2 separate regions of the Mus musculus genome follow, and region 2 is linked to region 1. A link is a contact called in public Hi-C data. All regions are on one chromosome and are shown on one strand. The core of a region is the stretch at or near the end of the contact, and the rest is flanking DNA. Distances in the headings are between cores, read along the strand shown. Region 1 overlaps Gm46238 (keratin-associated protein 10-12-like). Region 2 holds the start of Anks1b (ankyrin repeat and sterile alpha motif domain containing 1B).

What was found. A called contact is a pair of places that touch in the nucleus more often than the background predicts.
Region 2: a Hi-C map of cerebellum shows a contact between it and region 1, with 1.9 times the contacts expected there. The contact joins the promoter of Anks1b here to the enhancer-like site in region 1. A contact is called at or near these places in 6 of 484 Hi-C or Micro-C datasets (cerebellar granule neurons, cerebellum, cerebral cortex and 2 more), 3 of 115 datasets of contacts at active chromatin or transcription factors (embryonic stem cells and neural progenitor cells) and 1 of 9 other capture datasets (adipose tissue).

The regions. Positions count from the first base shown.
Region 1 is chr10:89,824,746-89,829,996 of GRCm38.p6, forward strand. It overlaps Gm46238 (keratin-associated protein 10-12-like), which reads left to right. Exons shown (of 2, transcript XM_017314187.1): 2 at 1-1,790. The coding sequence ends at 861. Among named protein-coding and RNA genes, the nearest start is that of Gm46238, 4.5 kb to the left of the region's middle. Within about 2 kb of position 2,341, at least 4 of the 459 cell types and tissues checked have an H3K27ac peak or open chromatin away from gene starts, as enhancers often do. A contact at or near this core is called in cerebellar granule neurons and cerebellum, where this site is marked.
Region 2 is chr10:89,870,323-89,875,573 of GRCm38.p6, forward strand. It overlaps Anks1b (ankyrin repeat and sterile alpha motif domain containing 1B), which reads left to right and starts at 3,187. Exons shown (of 27, transcript NM_001359241.1): 1 at 3,187-3,483. The coding sequence starts at 3,350.

The sequences.
Region 1 (5,251 bases), core at 1,091-3,590:
CCATGTGTGTCCAGCCCTGGTTCCATCTGTGCAGTGTGTGTCCAGTCCTGGTCCCATCTGTGTCCATGTGTGTCCAGCCCTGGTTCCATCTGTGCAGTGTGTGTCCAGCCCTGGTCCCATCTGTGTCCATGTGTGTCCAGCCCTGGTTCCATCTGTGCAGTGTGTGTCCAGTCCTGGTCCCATCTGTGTCCATGTGTGTCCAGCCCTGGTCCCATCTGTGTCCTTGTGTGTCCAGCCCTGGTCTCATCTGTGTCCATGTGTGTCCAGCCCTGGTCCCATCTGTGTCCATGTGTGTCCAGCCCTGGTCCCATCTGTGTCCAGCCCTGGTCCCATCAGTGTCCATGTGTGTCCAGCCCTGGTCCCATCTGTGTCCAGCCCTGGTCTCATCTGTGTCCATGTGTGTCCAGCCCTGGTCCCACCTGTGCAGTGTGTGTCCAGCCCTGGTCCCATCTGTGTCCATGTGTGTCCAGCCCTGGTCCCATCTGTGTCCATGTGTGTCCAGCCCTGGTCCCATCTGTGTCCAGCCCTGGTCCCATCTGTGTCCATGTGTGTCCAGCCCTGGTCCCACCTGTGCAGTGTGTGTCCAGCCCTGGTCCCACCTGTGCAGTGTGTGTCCAGCCCTGGTCCCATCTGTGTCCATGTGTGTCCAGCCCTGGTCCCATCTGTGTCCATGTGTGTCCAGCCCTGGTCCCATCTGTGTCCAGCCCTGGTCCCATCTGTGTCCATGTGTGTCCAGCCCTGGTCCCATCTGTGCAGTGTGTGTCCAGCCCTGGTCCCATCTGTGTCCATGTGTGTCCAGCTCTGGTCCCATCTGTGCAGTGTCTGTTCAATCCTGGTTCCATCTGTGCAGTGTGTGTCTAATCCTGGTCCAGAGCCGCTCACCTAGATTCTACCAGGACACACATGTACTGTTTCCCTCACCGAGTCCTTAGGTTTCACTTTGTAAACAACTTTGTCTGCTTCATTTCTCACCAGAGCGGCCATCACCAACTTTATTCTGCATTGCTACAGTTGTCTCCTAACTGGCCTGCTTGTAGTGATTCTGATTCTCCTTGGTCTCCTGGTCTTTAAACAGAGCTCTCTCCACCATCTGATAATGTTTTTATTAATTCTTTGGTAATTTAATTCTATGTACTTTGATAATACACATGCCCTCCCCAACTCCCAGTTCTTTCCCCACCACGCTACCCACCCAACTTTATGATCTCCACCCATCAAATCCAGTTTGTGTTGGCCAGCTGCTCCTGGATGTGGTCAGTATACCAGGGTCACATCATTAAAGAAACCTGACTTTCCTATAGCCAATCAAATGCCTTGTCATAGCTTGTCAGCTTGGGGTGGGACAATGGTGCCACTTTACTCTTCCATGCTGGAGTTCTGTCTGGCTAGAGCATGTATAAATCTAATAATAGCCAACTAGATGCCATGTGTGGCCTTGTAAGCAACTTTAACCAAAGCTGTTCTAGTCCCTAGAATAAACATCCTTTAGTAACTCTTCATTGCTGTTGCTCGAAGTCTACCTCATGTGTAATTACTGTTTCCAGTAAGTTGATTCTCACCATGCAAGGGGTTAAATCTGGTACACACACACACACACACACACACACACCTACACACACCTCTTTTTTGTTGTTGTTTTGAGCACACACACACCTCTTAAAAACACACCTAAAGTAGAGATTAGCACTTATTGTTACTAGTGAGCCTTTTTTATTTTTTAAGCATGTTTTACTTTGTCCTCTGTCCTCATTACCCTGTTCTAAGCATGAAATAAAAACTTGGTTGACGCATGTTTCAGGGGTTTGAAATATATGTCCTTCCTCGTTGCCTGGCTAATTCCTGTTTGTCTCTCAGATCTTAGCCCCTCCATCCTTTCTTAAGGGAAACATTCCATGATTCCTTAAGACCAGCTGTTCTGCCTTCCCACTTGATCACAAATCTCTGCTGCTGTAGCCTCTGTGATTTTAGACATGTCTGTCTGATTAGCGTCTGACCTACTAGATGGTAAGCTGCATGAGGACAGGAGGGTTTTGTCATTGTTATTAAACTTTGCATTTCTTGGGCCTTATGCAGTGCTGGCCGTCGCACATTAAGTGAGATGTGAGGAGAGGTTTCAGGATTGCCTTTTCCTTGGCTGGATGTCAGGGAGATGGGACAAGGACAGAAAGGTGGTTAGTTATTAGAAGTGGATATGAGGGCTTTTTGTCCACAGTGGAGAAAGTGTGACACAGCATTGTGGGAGTGTGGGCCACACTGCCCTCAGCTTGTAGGGTATTTGAGTTTCTGGCTGACTTGTCACAAGGTGGAAAACCAGCACATTCCTCTGCTACTCAGAGTGTCATCTGGCATCTGTGGTGACATATGGTGGTACGGCTGTTGAGAGCTGCCAATCCCATTTGCTAAACAGAGTGCAAATAGTCCAGGGAGCAGCGTCGGAAATGCTTTCTCTCTGGGAAAAGTGGCTGACACTCCAAATTTCAGTTGTGCCTAATTCCTTAAAGCCCAAATAATCTTTTCTTTTATCTTATCCTTAGAGGCACTATGTTCTCTCCCTCTCCCTCTCCCTCTCCCTCTCCCTCTCCCTCTCCCTCTCCCTCTCCCTCTCCCTCTCCCTCTCCCTCTCTCTCTCTCTCTCTGTCTCTCTGTGTGTACATGTACTTATGCTTATGCATGTATGGAAGCTGGAGATTGATGTTGGCTGCCCTCTCGGATTACCCCCTCACACCTTAGTTTTGGAGATAGAGTCTCTCACTGAATTGGTTTGTCTAGGCTGGCCAGTGAACTCCAGAGATCCACCTGTTTTCCTAGCACTATGGTTACATACATGTGATTACATACTTGTGACATCATTCCTGACCTTTAAAATATTGTTTTTATTTGTTCTTCTTTACAACACATCCCAAGCACAGCTTCCACTCCTCCCAGTTCTCCCTTCCCTTTTCCCCTTTCTCCCCCCCCCAACTCCCCCAGAAATGAGCAAGCCTCCCAGAGACATCATCTGAGCACAGCATGAGATGCCATAGCACCAGGCACAAACCCTCACATCAAGGCTGGGCAAGGCAACCTAGTAGGAGGAGGAAAAGGGCCCCCGAAGCAGGCAAAAGAGTCAGAGACACCCCAATTCCCATAGTCAGGAGTCTCCCAAACACCAAGCCAACAACCGGAACGTACATGCAGAGGACCTAGTATATAGACCCACGCAAACTCTGCACTTGCCGATCTAGTCTGTGAGCCATGCCTGGCTTTCTTGACCTGGGTCCTAGAGCTCCAAACTCAGCTTCCCATGCCTTTGTGGCAAATACTTTATCAACTGAGCCATCTCCCTAGCCCAACAGGCAAGTTTAACAAACTTGTATTTGCAGTTATGTGTGTCTGTGTGTGGATATGTGCATGTGAGTGTAGGTGCCTACAGAAGCCGCAAGCATTTGGTCCCCTGAAGCTGGAATGAGAGCTGATTGGGAGCCACCTAACGTGAGTGCTGGGAGTCAAGCTCTGGTTCTAGAAGACCAGTATGTGCTCTTAACTACTGAGCCACTTTTCTAGTTTTTAACATTTTAATGTTTCTTTTCAAATACTAAGTAATGTTTTTAAACCATCAGTTTATTGAATTATATTTGATATATTTTGTTTGGTTCTTGAGCAGTCCAAAGTTAACATGATGTAAAATGGAAGCATGATGGTTTTTTAGAAACTATTAGATGCAGTCTAATGAATTACCATGATGTATAGGGAAATCCGTATAAATGTTGAAACATTGAAATTAGCACCTATGTGGCCAGTGAGATGGCTGTGCGTGAATCTTGTCAGCTTCAGGGACTTCCTGAAACTATTTTGACCTGGTTACCTGTCTTAAAGATCTTCCTTGGTGGATGGAGTGTTTCAATCTAGGAAGAAGTGTCTATATAACAGAGGGGAACAAGTCCCAGGAGTTGACACAATTCTGCCTTGAGAAGCCTGTGCAGCATGGCTGCTTTCCCCTTACCCACTACAAATGAATGTAAACCAGAACGAAAGCCTTAGGCTGTCAACCAGAAAGTCAGGGGGGGAAGCACAGTCTGCTAAACATCCAGACCATTTAAAACGGTCCTACCGATGAGGATGAGGGCTGTCGTGGGATGTGACGCTCTCAGTACTCTACACACGTTTCTAACATCTGTGTGGCAGGCAGGGTCTGAGGAGCGCCAGCTCTCCCTCCTTGTGTGGATTCAATGTAGAGGAGGGGCAAATGGATAACTTCAGTATGTTCTGAGAAAGTAAATCTGTGTAATCCAGTCTTGGAGACTAAAGACCTCTTAGAAGATGACACTGGACCTGAAGTCTGGAAAGCGCCACCTGCAAGTCGGGAGGTGTGAGGCAGAACTAAGAGACAGGCTATGTGGCTGGATCCAGGAGCTGCAGTTGATGTCCAGATAATTCTTTTAGGGTCTTCAACGAGTATTTTTACTTGGGTTTCAAATGTCCACCATGTATAATTTGTGTGATTTATAACCATTCAAGGTCATTTCTACTGAGTCAAGTTTCCTAAATATACATATGTATGGTTTATACATGTACATTTGTAGGGTTTTTTAAAAAGTTTACTATATCTTTATTTCATTTGGGGGGGTGTTCAGTAATTATGGTAATTAGGACAGAAGTCAGCACATTTTTTTTCTGCAAAGGGTAAGGGTATATATTTTGTGGTCTCTGTTGCAGGCACCCATCTCTGCCATAACATTGAAGTCAGCTATCAGCAACATGTAAATGAGTGGCTATACTGTGTTCCATAAAACTAGCTACAGATAGGCAGAAGGCATCATCTACCACGCTGGAAACATGCTTTTCCAGTCCCAGGGGGGCTTACACCCAGAACTAGGAAAGTCAGTTTCCCATCATCCTTACCGATCCTTTATATGAAGGCCATGGCCAGAGATGGTCTGAGGCAATGATCTATAAATACATGATTTTGTTAGCTTATCGACCTAGCCTAGTGGTTCTTATCGTTCCTAACGCTGTGACAGTTGTAATGTGTGCAGTTCTTCATGTTGCGATGACCCCCAACCATAAGACTTTTCATTTCTACTTTATAACTAAGTTTGCTACTGTTGTGAATCATAATGTAAATAATTGATATGCAGCCCCTATGAAAGTCCTTTAGCTCTCAAAGGGGTCAGGACCCACAGGTTGAGAAGCACTGACCTACCTAGTCAGAGCTGCATTTCTGTGTGCCTGAGATCTACGCAGATTCACCATGGATCTGCGTCCACTCGTC
Region 2 (5,251 bases), core at 1,937-4,436, 46 kb after region 1:
ATTTAATGCTTCTTTCTACCACTCACAGATGCAAAAATGTTTGATGAAATCTGGACACTTACAAAACATTCTAGTTATCTAGCCTCTTTGGATTTTTCGAATAATGTTTTCTCTTTTAATTTGCCAGCTTATTCTCATTTAGTGGAAGCCCTTTTCCTCTTCAATAGGAAGTTAGAAATTATCTAAAATAAAAAGTGTAGAGTAGAAAAATTGCATTTGAATATCATATGTCAGCAGAGTGCCTGGAACTGATCTATGATTCGATATTGGTTGATATTTCAGCTTTGGTCATCTGAGTACTTACAGGGTATTCTGGGAAAAGTTTGTTTTGTTCAGGAGACAAACAGTAGTAAGGAAGAAAGGGATTTTCTTGTGCATAATGAATTCATGACTACTCATTTCTTGTTTCACGAACGGTTTAGCTAGGCCTGTTATGTCAGGGGGCATATATCATCTTCTCATTAAAATAGATTTTAAAATGAAAAGGAAAAACAAAATGTCAGACAGTCAAACTCTATACCCTCTGGGGATCCTGCAAGGAGAAGCTACAAATTTACCTGATGCTCTGAGCCACTGAAATAAAATTTTAGAAAACTGAGCTACAGAAAAACACTCTAATTTACTCTATCTATCTATCTATCTATCTATCTATCTATCTATCTATCTATCTATCTATCCATCCATCCATCCATCTATCTATCTATCTATCTATCTATCTATCTATCTATCTGAATGTCTTTTGAGTTTCCCTGTTGTTTACCTAAAGTTTTGGCCTAAGTGGCAGGGAGTCCTGGATCTGTCTTATCATAGTTTCCAATGATGTGACTTTGAGCTCATCAGTTTCCTCGTATGCGCACTAAGGATAAAAGAGGTACCTCTGACTCCACAGAAAAGTGAAATGCACACATGATAGTCTCATAGTCTACAGAAATTTTGTTGAGTACTGAAACAAAAAGTGTAGAAAGCATTTAGTACATATGGCTTCTGGCATGTGGTAACTGCTCATCAAATGTTTGTAAGAATTAATTTCTGTGTAATTTGCTATTCAATGGGGTCTCAGGTTGGGATCTGAATTAAGTCAGTTCTAGGATCCAGCTGTTAACTTTTTCCATTTATTTTAAAGATATATTTCTAATTCTGTGTGTGTATGTGGGTATGCACACATAATTGTCAGGCCTGTGGAGGCCAGACGATCTGGGTTCTCTACAGGTGGAGTTACACAAAGTTGTCAGCCACTCGATATGGGTGCTAGGAACAGAACTGATTCTCTGCAAGAGCAGGAAATACTCTTCTCAGGAAATACTATCTCTCAGACTATCTATCTATCTATCTATCTATTTATTTAATGGAAGCACACAGGTGTGTGTGTGTGTGTGTGTGTGTGTGTGTGTGTGTGTGTGTATGGAGACCAGAGGACAACTTGTGGGAGCTATTTTTCTCCTTTTTTTTTAAAAAAGATTTTTATTTATTTATATGTAAGTACACTGTAGCTGTCTTCAGACACTCCAGAGGGAGTCAGATGGTTGTGAACCTCCATGTGGTTGCTGGGATTTGAACTCTGTACCTTCGGAAGAGCAGTCGGGTGCTCTTGCCCACTGAGCCATCTCACCAGCCCCTATTTTTCTCCTTTTTACTATGAGGGCTGGGGAGACTGAACTCAGGTCTTCTGGCTTAGCACATTTACCTGCTGAGGCATCTTACTAGCTCCCAGGTCCAGTTTGTCAGCCAACGACTGTGTGGCATCTTGTCCCTTTCTGGACCTCTCCTTTAGTTCTAAAGTAATATACAGTAATAATATCCAGTTCGTTGGGTTGTTGTAAGCAAAATGACAATCACATCTTTTCCTATCAACTGACCACAAGCTGTCACAGGAAGTTTCAAAAGAAAATAAGCATGCGTTCTCTGCCACGAGCAAGGAAAACATCCAACAAAATCAAGGCAGTCATACACAATGAACTGCTGATGATATATGCAAATCAAAGCAGCTCTCTCATCCATGCCCATTTATATTTTTCCTAGGGTGGATGTGGAAGAATTTCCAATGAGAACCCTTTTTCTGGTATTTGCACAAGTCAGCAGCTCTCCAAAGCCCGAGTAAAATTCAGGCTGATTAAAGACCCTAAAAAACCTGCAAAAGTCACAAGGCATTCAGTGGTTCAGAAACTAGGATAAACCAAACCTCTTCAGCTTCTTCCAAGGACGGACATCTCAGACTCTCACCAGAGAGGTAAAGCAAGAGGATGAAATATCCTTCAAGTCCCCCGGACTGGGACAGAAACTGCAGCAAAAGCGCCTCTTCTCAGCACCTCGTTCTCCATCACCTCCTAGTGGAAGATTTTCCCCAAGTCTGGTTACTGACTCTGGGCTTCAGGCAGAGAAGGCGCCTCAGCAGCTAGCGGGGTGATCTCCAGTACTCACACAGTTAAACCTCTTCAGAGACGGGAGAAGGGAGCAGAAGCGGGGTGGGGGGTGGGGGGAGAAGAGAGAGGAGGGAGAGGGAGCAAAGAGCGGGGAAGGAGGGAGGAGAGCGGAGGGAGCACGGAGGAGGGAGCAAGGAGGACCCCGCCCACTGGCACAGAACTGCACCCCCCCCCCAACCCCCCGCCCGCCCCACGGTCGGCCCCGGGCCGCACCTGCCGCGCGCACACGCCCCCCGCGCGCCGAGCCTCCGAGCCGCCGCCGCCGCCGCCGCCCTCCGCACGCACCCGCCGCGGCTCGTCCGCACAGCCCAGCCTCGGCGCGGGCCGCAGCCACCCCAGCCGCGGGCCGCGGCCGTCGTCCCCGTGTAAGCCCCGAGCCCGCCGGGCGCGGAACCCAGGTGGATCCAGGCTGGGCGTTTGTACGCACGGGCCTCCGCTGCCGTGGTTCGATACCCTCTAGCTCTGGGGAGGACGCGCTCGACTCGCTCCCTCCTCATCAGCCTCAGAGCGCTCCTTGAGCTCCTCAGTGCCGGAGCATCCTCCCCGCTGCTCAGCATCCTCCTGTCAGCGCCGGAGCATCCTGCTCAGGGCTCGGCGTTCTCTGAGCTCAGCATCCTCCTTCCGTTCCTCGGCAGCGCCCGGGCCCGGTCCCCACCCGCTCGCACCCCACCCGCGGGAAGGAGGCCTCGGGAATGCAGGGGAGTGGCTGTGGGGGCGCGTCGCCGCTTGGCCAGCCCCTCTGCCCAAACACAGGCTGCTCCCCATTGTAGAAGCTGCGCGGAGAGAAGGAGGACGGCGTGCTGCTCCCTGCGCGGGGCTGCAGGGAATAAGCCCGGGCATCCTTATAGGGTGGGGCGGGGAGGGCCCTGGCTTTTGGGGAGTGGACCTGGAGCAGGGAAAGGACTCTGTAGCGGACTCGGTGAGAGACTATGGGGAAGGACCAGGAGCTGCTGGAAGCTGCTCGTACTGGCAATGTGGCTCTGGTGGAGAAACTCCTATCTGGCAGGAAAGGAGGGATCCTGGGTGGTGGATCCGGACCTCTGCCCCTGTCTAATCTGCTAAGGTAAGAACTGGCACTCACTGCGGGCTCGGGGTGGTGGTGGTGGTATGCACACCCCTCGTTAGCATTGTGATGGGTACGTTCTCTCCTCAGGGTATATTGCACCTGGAGGTGTCAGCGATTCATTCTTAAATTAGACAGGAAAACAGACCGTGTGTGTGAAGAGGAGGCAAGAGCCTCCCAGTTAGACCGATGCTTTAGACTCTTGGAGTAATTTTAAAATAGCTTTTCCATCAATGCGTCAATCAGCTACTTTTCTCTAAACCGTGGTGCAGAACTTGTACATGTACTGGTGTTGCTAGAAGGAAATCGGCATGCCTGGTACTGTTTGTGTTTGCAGCTGTGAAAGCCCACCCCCTACTATTTGGCTATTTAAATGAGAAGCTTGTTGGATGCTTGCAGTTATCCTGCGAAAGCCACCGACTCCCTGGATTGCTGCTTCCTTCTTGGGCAGAAAGCATCAGCAGTGGGTAACGATCCCACAAAAACAAAGCCAGGGAACCTTCTGAGATGTCAATCAGGAGTGTGTAAAACTTGATGAGGCAGGTTGGGCAGCTTTAGTTTACTTTCAGTTTCCCAGACACAGCTGAGGGAAACATCCGGCTTGGGAAAGCGTGTGTGGAATAAATACAGCAGAGGCCTTTTAATGTTAACATGTTGCAGGTGAGACGAATATTAGTTCTCAAAGGTTCTTTCTAAGGTGACATTAAAAAAAGTCAAAGTCTTTATTCACCATACTAGAGAGAGCTAGAGAGAGCAGGGTTTGTCTGCATGTTTGAGAAACTATTAAAAGTTGAATTGAACAAATGAAATCTCTTAGGAGGCAGGAAGCCTGAAGAGCACTCAATGAAATTCAAGGAAAGCTCTTTAGTTCTCAAGTCGTGATTGTTCAGTGTGTCTTGTGTATTTTTGGAGGCATCTATCATCATACATAACTCTATCTTAAAACATCTCTTAATGGCAACTTAATGATACTTGTAAAAAAAATTAAAAGCTGGAGTGGTTTTCTTGCTTAAAAATATTTTGTATTACTTTTTATAAAAAATAAAAATAATTACACTTACTTGGTGTGTGTGTGTGTGTGCGTGTGTGTGCACGCTGTGCATGCCATCTACCCCATTCAGAAAGCAGAGGGCAACTTGTGAGAGCCTGTTTTCTCCCTCTATCATGCAGATTCAGGAAGTGGTACTCAAGTTCTCAGGTTTGAGAGCAAGCAAGCATCTTTATCCACTCAACTAGTGCAAGGCTGTGACCCTTTAATACAGTTCCTCATGTTGTGGTGACTCCCAACCACAAAATTATTTTTGTTGCTACTTTATAACTGTCATTTTGCTACTGTTATGAATTGCAAGGTAAATATCTGTGTTTCCTGGTAGTCTTAGGTGATCCCTATGAAAGGGTCTTTTGACCCTCAAAGAGATTGCAAGCCCTGGGGTTGAGAACGGCTGCTCTGACCTTTTGTGCTGATGTCCTTATGTGTTTGATACAAACTTATGCATGAAAATATTGTGGCATGGACACAGGTTCTCATAGGTTGTGATCAGATGGTGCAATTAATTATAATACTGCCTCTAGGGGGGAAGAAAAAGGTTATATTACAGTGAAATGAACATACCTGAAAAAGGGCAAGATTTAAAGAGCCATGTACTATTACATATACTTGGTGACAGTGACACTATTGGAATAATATTTCATTGCAGAACAGTGGTTATGTATAGAAGCTCTGCCCCCAGTGGGTCTTAGAAAACATAACTCTTCCGCGTGCTGTCTT